2 separate regions of the Athene noctua genome follow, and region 1 is linked to region 2. The links are chromatin contacts, called in public Hi-C maps. All regions are on one chromosome and are shown on one strand. The core of a region is the stretch at or near the end of the contact, and the rest is flanking DNA. Distances in the headings are between cores, read along the strand shown.

What was found. A called contact is a pair of places that touch in the nucleus more often than the background predicts.
Region 1: a Hi-C map of heart shows a contact between it and region 2, with 3 times the contacts expected there. The contact joins the promoter of MTCL2 here to the promoter of TRPC4AP in region 2. A contact is called at or near these places in 2 of 2 Hi-C or Micro-C datasets (heart and liver).

The regions. Positions count from the first base shown.
Region 1 is chr16:3,201,560-3,205,382 of bAthNoc1.hap1.1, reverse strand. MTCL2 (microtubule crosslinking factor 2) reads left to right here and starts at 2,463. Exons shown (of 16, transcript XM_074920622.1): 1 at 2,463-2,789. The coding sequence starts at 2,658.
Region 2 is chr16:3,035,796-3,039,897 of bAthNoc1.hap1.1, reverse strand. TRPC4AP (transient receptor potential cation channel subfamily C member 4 associated protein) reads right to left here and starts at 1,750. Exons shown (of 19, transcript XM_074920596.1): 1 at 1,613-1,750. The coding sequence starts at 1,750.

The sequences.
Region 1 (3,823 bases), core at 1,214-3,713, 160 kb before region 2:
CCCTGAGCAGTTTTGGGGGCACATCATGTGCCTTATGGCATCCTGGGGGCTGCCCCCAAGGGCAAGGCTGGGGACATGCTACCTTCATCTCTTATTCCCCTGCGGCTTTGTGGCTCCATGAGGGCAGCCCCCAGCGTGCCTTGTCTTATGCAATTAACCACTGCTCGGAGGAAAAATAATGATCTTCATTAATAAGCGCAGCACTCATCGGTCAGGGCCTGACGTCCCGTGCAGGGGCATGTGCAGTCATGCAGCAGGACTGAATCATAATTTGCTAATGATGCTGCGAGGCCCGTGAGGAGACCAGCCTTCCCGTTAGCTCTGGGCACGTGTTGCTCTGCAGCACGTAAGGAAAGGCAGCTCCGTGCCGCCCTCTGTCCATCCCTCGTGCCTGGGCTGTGGGATGGCACCGGTGACAGCTCAGCCTGCTTCCCCACAAGGCGTGGAATCAGGTGATATGCCAGAGCCTGGAAAATGGAGCATCCATGGCTGCGATTCAGCCTAGGTGGGGCAGGAGTGCCCGGGGGGTCTTTGTCCCCAGTGCAGTGGCTGTGCTGCAATGTGGGGCCAGGGCACTGAGCCCCCCTCACCCTTCTGGGGTCCCTTATTCTACCCATCAGTTGTTGACCGACTGGAACCACCACCTAGGGATTTGCAAAGCTGCAGGAGAGGCTTAACAAGCCGTGGCCAGAGGCATCCATCCGATTTATAGTGCTTGCTCAGGCCATGAGCAGCATGGAGCTGCAATGAAAGCCTGGGTTTGTTGTACAATCCTGATTTTCCTGTGTCGGGTGCACGGCTCGTTTAGGGCAGAGCCTAAACCAGAGGGTGCCCAGTGCCTGGGGAGGCTCCCCCAGGGAGGGCAGGGGCTGTGTGTTGAGCAGAGGGGTGTCAAGCAATGCCCTAATGCACCCCAGGTGTGTTTATCTCCGGCAAAAGCCGACTGAGACGTGCGGTGGGCTCTGCACCTCGGCCAGGCTCAGGTTTTTGCCCCTGGGGAAAAGAAGCCGTTGCCTTGGGGTTGCGTTGCCCACCATGTAAAGCCGGATCTGAGCAGCGCGGGGGTACGGGGGCCCTGCACGGGCGGGGGAGCTCGGCTTCCCGCCGCGAGGCCGCAGCCAGCCGTGCTGCCGTGGGGGCAGGCACGGAGGAGCATTTTTCAAATGCAGCTTTCGGATGCTGGCAGCGGGTTTGGGGCCCGGTTGTTAACGTATGAGGGACGCGGGCGGGTGGGTGGGAGCACACTCACCCAGGCACTGGTGGCTGACAGCTTCCCCCCTCCAGAGGCACCGTGCGGGGCTGTGCGTGCCCCAGCAGCTGGAGCCGGCACTGGGCAGCATAGCGGGGTGCTCCAGGGGACCCCCACCCATGGGGGTGCCTTGGGATCCTCACAAGAGGGGCCCCGGGGACCTCCCACCCACCCACGGGGTACATGGGGGACCCTGCCTCCGAGGACGCCCTGCCCTTACAGTGGTGCCCTGGGGGACCCCCTCCCGCGGGGGCGGCCCAGGGACCCTTAACCCACAGCGGACCCTCACCGCCGAGGCTGCCCCCGGGGGACCTGCACTGCCGAGGACACCCTGGGGACCCCCTTCCCCCAACCTGCCTTGGGGGACCCTTCCCCTCCAGGGGTGCCCCAGCGCCCTGCACCGCCGGGGACACACGAGGGGACCCCTGTCCCCAGGGGCGCGCTGGGGGGAACCTGCGCTCCCCAGGCGACTCGCCCCGGCCCCGCGCCGCGGAAGATGCCCGGGGGTCCCCTTACCCACGGGGGTGCCCCCCGGTCGGGGCTGCCCCGGGGTCCCGCAGCGCGGGCCGGGGGGGTGCGGCGCGGCGCTGAGCGGGCGGAGGGGTCGCTGTTGCCGCCAGCACGGCCGCCCCCCCCCTCCTCCGCTCCGCTCCCCCCCCGCCCCCCCCCGCCGCCTTTTGTTCGCCGCCCGCGCGCGTCCCCGCCCGGCGGCGGGGCGGGCGGAGCCGGGGCCGCAGCCGCAGCCGCAGCCGGGGCCGAGCCCAGCGCAGCGCAGCGGGACATGGAGGCCGCGCCGGCGGAGCAGGGCCCCCCCGTGCCGCCGCCGCCGCCGCCGCTCCCGGAGAAGAAGAAGAAGCCGCAGCGGGCGCCGTCGCCCGCCCGCCCCAAGGAGGTGCCCGGCTGGTCGCTGGCCAAGAGCCGGCGCGGCGGCGGCGGGGGACACCCAGGCGCGGCCCCGCGGCTGGCGGCGGGCGGCCCGCACTCGCACCCGCACCCGCACCCGCGGCGGGCGGGCGGCGGCAAGGAGGGGCGCCCCGAGAAGCGGGCGGCGGCGGCGGCGGCCCGGGCCGGCGGGAAGGGGCCGGCGGGGCGCGGCGCGGCGCGGGCGAAGGGGCGGTGCCGCGGGGCGGAGACGGCGGCGGCCGGGGCGCGGCGGCCGGGACCCGGACCGGGGCCGGGGCCGGGACCGGGACCGGGGCCGGGAGCGGTGCCCGGGGCGGGGCCGGCGGCCAGCCTGACCGATAGCAGCTCCGAGGTGTCGGACTGCAGCGCCTCGGAGGAGGCGAAGCTGCTCTCGCTGGAGCTGGGGCTCAGCGGCAGCGACGGCGAGTCCCCGGGCAGCGCCCCGCCGCCGCCGCCCTCGGCCGGGGAGGCCTCGCCGCTGCCCGAGGAGCCCTCGGCCGCCTCCATGGCCAGCAGCCGCCTGCAGCTCAGCACCTCGCTCGCCTTCTCCGACCTCACCGAGGAGCTGCTGGACGCCAGCACCGACGGGCTGCTCCGTGAGCTGGAGGACCTGCGCTCTGAGAACGACTATCTCAAGGTGGGCACAGCGGCGTGGCGTCCCCGGGCACGGCTCCGCGTGGCACCGCATCCCGGGGCAGTAGCGGGGCACAGTGTGGCACCCAGCACATGTGTTGGCAAGGCTCAGCATCCCTGGCTGTAGAGTCGTTCACCGTCCCTGGCATGGCATGGCTCGGCACGGCACAGCATCCCTGGCTGTAGCATGGCACGGTGTGGCATCCCAGGGCAAGGGTCAGCATGGCTTAGCATCCCTGGGCACAATACAGCATCCCAGGCCCTGGGTCAGCATGGCTTAGCATCCCAGGGCAAGGGTTGTCACGGTGTGGCATCCCTGGGCATGGCTCAGCGTGACACAGCGTCCCTGGGCAATAACGTGACAGAGCGTGGCATCCCAGGCCTTGGGTCAGTAGGGCTCGGCATCCCTGCACACAACGCAGCATTCCAGGGCGTGGTGTGGCACGGTGTGGCATCCCTGGGCATGGAGTGGCTCAGTATGGCACAGCATCCCAGGGCAATAGCACCCCCAGGTACAGCGTGGCACAGCGCAGCATCCCTGGGCATGGCTGTGCGCAGGGCACAGCTCAACTCGGCTCAGCCTACCATGATATCACTGAGCGTAGCCTGGCCTGGCTCAGCTGGGCAGCACAGCATGGCATGGATGCATGCAGGGATTGGCATGGCTCAGCCCAGCACAGCATCACTGAACATGGCCTGGTACAGTTTAGCTGGGCTCAGCTCAGCGTAGCATGGCCCAGCTGGGGATGGACTGGCATGCTATGGCTGGGCTTGGCTAAGCTCAGCATAGTGTGCCATGGCTGAATGTATGGCACGGCTTGCCTAAGCCTGGCATGGCCCAACTGGACATAGAGCAAAGCTCAGCTTGGCACAGCATGTCCTGGCTGGGCCCAAGACCTGGCCTGTCTCAGCACAGCAAGGCCCAGCTGGGCATGGTCCAGCATGGTGTGGCATGGCTGGGCGCTGCTTGGCTCAGCATAACGTGGCATGCTTTGGCACAGGGCGCGTGTTGGCGCAGTGTGGGCCAGCTGGGCATGG
Region 2 (4,102 bases), core at 501-3,000:
ACAACGCTGTTACAGGTTTATCTGACTTAAATTGCTATAGTTGTTGGGGAGTGAGCACACAAGGGCATAGGGGTGGACAGCCAAGTTAGTGAGACAACATGTTGCTTTGTCTAACGCCTTACAAAATACACTTCTGAAACAATCCCACACAAATAACTTCCTTCAAAAGAGACAATATCAGATTTAAACTCATGCAAATGATGTGCTTTTTCTTAAATAGTAATGAAACTAGTATCTGAGCAAGTGGTATAGTAAGGACAAAAGAGCTGTTAAAAAAAATCACCTGCGCTTTCACCCTACAGAATGAGACATGGACATTTATGAAGAACAAGTCTTCTCTTAGTAATTGTTCAGAATCGTTGTTCACCAAGGAAAATACTGCTGTCTGTACTAGTGAAAACCACTTAAAGAAATCCCATTTTTAAATTCCATTTCAATTATCTTAAGACATTTAGCTCAATAAATCACCATCTGAATGCAAGTTCTTTATCCCACACTTCAGTTTCTAAGTCTTTGCACCGTTTCATATTTAATCTGTAAAATAAATACCCATTATTCTTAATAAAAATAAATGAATAGTCCATTATCCGTGAGCAGCTTCTTAAAAAGGCCAGCATAAGCACACAATAGGCACAAGCCCAAGTTAACGAATTCGTTTCATTTCTTAGTATTTCCCAGCATCATCAACTGGGAAAGATGACAAATCTGAAATAGACCTGGAATAGTTTCATGGAAAACCACCAGCATAAAGCCTACACCATTTCAGAGCTAAAACGTATCCTGAGCCCTAATATCATGATGTTGCCTTTGTCTATCAAATACGTTAAATTTTGATGTTGCACTATTATGGTTCCAAGCAGAGCTTCCTTTCTTTGCAGGAGAAAGCCACAACCTCTATCACTAACCAAAGCAGCAGAGGACGGCTCTTTTACAGCATGGCTAATGCTCATCCTGCTCCACAGTCTTTCTAAAAGAAAACCGAAGACGATGAGGGAAAAGGAGCAGGAAGGCACAGAGGCATCCTTCTTCCCACCGCGTGAGCCTGCAGGGCCACCCCTCCGGGACCAGGACCGAAGCTGGGCTGGCAGAGGAGGACGAGGAGCCCCAGAGAGCGCTCGAGTCCGGATGGAGAGAGACCACTTCACCAGACGCTGCCTCCGAGCAGAGCTGGCGGCAGGCCGCGCTAGGCCAGCCGGGCTCTTCCCGGCCTCGGGGCTCCAGGAGAGGCCTGACAGCCCCGAGCCGGTGCTCAGCCCCACCGAGGGGCCGCCAAGGCCAGCAAACACCCGCTCCCACCCCTCGGCGGCGCTGGGCCTTGCGGGCCAGGCCCCAAGGCGGATTTACAAGTCCTGCCCGAGGCCGGCGGCGCACGGGGAGGTGGGCTCGGGGCAGGAGGGACGGCAAGGCCTCCACCAGCCCGCCCCAGCCCACCGCCGGAGCCCCAGGTCAGCGCTCTGCCCTTCCCCGCGGGAGCCCCCAGCCGCGCCGACCTTCGGGCCCAGCAAGCCCCCGCCGGGCTCCGGCCCCCCCTCTCCCCAGGTCCCGCCGGAGCGGCGTCCGGCGTCCCCCCCCCGGACGGTGCCGCGCCACTGGCCCGCCCCCCACCCCGTACCTGTGCCCCCCGCGTCAGGCCGCAGCCGCTGAGCTGCCCGTGCCGCAGCTGCGCCAGGATGTTGGTGGCCGCCGCGCGGGCGCCGCGCCGGCCCCCCCCGCCGGGCCCGGGGCCCCCCGCCGCCGCCGCCGCCGCCATGGCCGCTCCTCCGCTCGGACGGAGACAAACAGGAAGCGCCCCCTCCCCCAGCCGCTTTGTACGGAGCGGCGCGAGGGACGCTCCGCAGCGCCCCCGCCCGGGCCTCGCGCGCACCGCGCCGCCGGCGGGCCGCGGGGGACGCTGGGAAGTGTAGTCCGGCTGCGGCGGGGGGCGCATGCGCAGAGCCGCCGCGGGGCGCGAAGCATGCTGGGAAGGAGGAGGACCCGACGTCCCCACCCCTCCGCCCCCAGCCCCGCGCCGCGCGGGGAGGCCGCTGCGGGCCGGCGGGGCTGATCGCCACGTCCGCGGCCTCGCCAGCCCTTCCCCCGCCCCTTGATCTCTCCCCGGGGGCTGCTAAGGCGGCAGGGCCACGACAGGAGTCGCCTGACCTCTACTCCTAAGTTTATTTCCATCAAAATACCTACATCTACTTTTTACTTTTCCTATTACTATCACCGGCTCGAGTGAGCAGAACCAAACCCCTTAGCACTGCGCCCAAGGAGCTGTCTAATCAAATGAGAATAATGACAGAATAGAGACTTGTGATCACACGAAGAGCCCCACGCCAGACCTTTACCACAAACCTGCTCTGCCCCTGGAAGATGGGGAGAAAGCTGGACTCACACAACCTGCTGAGGCAGGTGCTGCTCTCCACACCGAAGCAAAACAGTGTAAATGCCTCCAAGGGTTTAGAGAAAACCAAACCAACACAAAGTCAAAGGAGACACAGTGTTGGGAAGATGGGACGCTTGGGAGCAAGTTCTTGACTAACATCCAAGCAGCAGCTTAGAGGGACCTGAGAGGTGACAATGGTCCCAAACACCCCACTGTCATCCAGAGCGGTTATTGCCTGCCCCAGGGAGCAGCCCAGCTCCGATTCTTGGTGAGACAGCAAGGAGCACAGCATACAATGCGGATGATAGCCAAAATCATGACTGCTTTAAATGCAGGCCTTAGTTAATCTTCCATTTTAACTTCCCTTTGTTGTACCAGGAACAATACAAAGCAATGAAGACACTGGGGATTAACATGATGCTTAATAGCACTGCCTAACCAGTGCGGTGATGGCATCCAGGTGATGTATTTGGAAGTTTTACAGTATCAGGTCTTACATCACTTCTCACCACCATGAATAATTCATGGGCCTGATGATGATCACAGTTTTATTTGTAAAAAGCAAGATCTGTTAATGGATGACTTGCTGTTTAGATAAATTGCTGTTCACAGAAAGCCACTAAGCACTGCATTTGAAGAAATGCAAACATAGCAATCTTATCACTTGCACACTCACACTGACCCAAATACAAACGGCTGCTCTGTCCCTTTTCATACTGCTTCCCCTGCCCCGCCTCCCTTGCTTTTTGGTATGTTTTTTGCCATTTGCCAGCAGTTCATGTGAAGGTCTGACTCTTTTTTTCCTCTACCTTCACCTTTGTTAGCCCCATTAAATTAGTCTTTCAGAAGGTGTTTGACCTTCCATCAATCCACAGCCTCTCCAAATCCAAACAATTATTTTTGAAATACTTCAGAAAATCTGGCCTTATGGGTTGGGCTTTGCAGGCTGCTTGGAGTGGAGGAAAAAAACCACAAACAATTACAAGGACAGCCTCGACAGAAAATGCTAAATTTAGTTTCTGTGCTATCTTTCACAACTCGACAAAAATCCAGTTTCCTTCCAGCCTTTGGCAGATGCCATGAGTATGCACTGTAGGTGGGACCTTTTGAGTGCTGACCTGCCTCGTTTGGAAGCCATCCAAGATTGCCACTACCCATCTGTGTTTCGCACACATCTCATTTTGGATTCCTGACAAAACCTCCTCTATGTTCTGTTAACGTGACCAAGTGCGCACCATATTGCTTGATTGGAGCTCTCCCTCCAGCTGGAATACACTAAAATAGATCTGCCATCTCTTCCCACAGATAGCCTTCATTGTGAGGCCCCTGGGAGGAGTGGCAGCAGGAGATGACAAATTTTAGCTTTATTTTTTTTCCCAGCTGACTTGTGATAGTAATTTTGAATCCATCAAGTTGCCACTAACAGCAGAACCTCTTATGCTATACATACAGGGAAAGGAATCTGATCTCTTGTGGGACAGCCAGACACTGACGATTTCATCCCACCATCCCTTAGAGATTCCCAAACATCTGTCCTTCATCACGTTGCCTATGAAACAGCACAACTTGTACACGTGTCACTAAGGTTCAAGCATGCTCTCTGCCCTTCAGCAACTAGGCCAAGCCACAGTTTTCCATTTAAAGAAAAGGGTTACTAAGAATCCCTAGAAATCATATCACAGTTCTTTCTGTTAAAAGAAAGTCTTAGTAAGATGGTAGTCACTCTCAAATACTGGA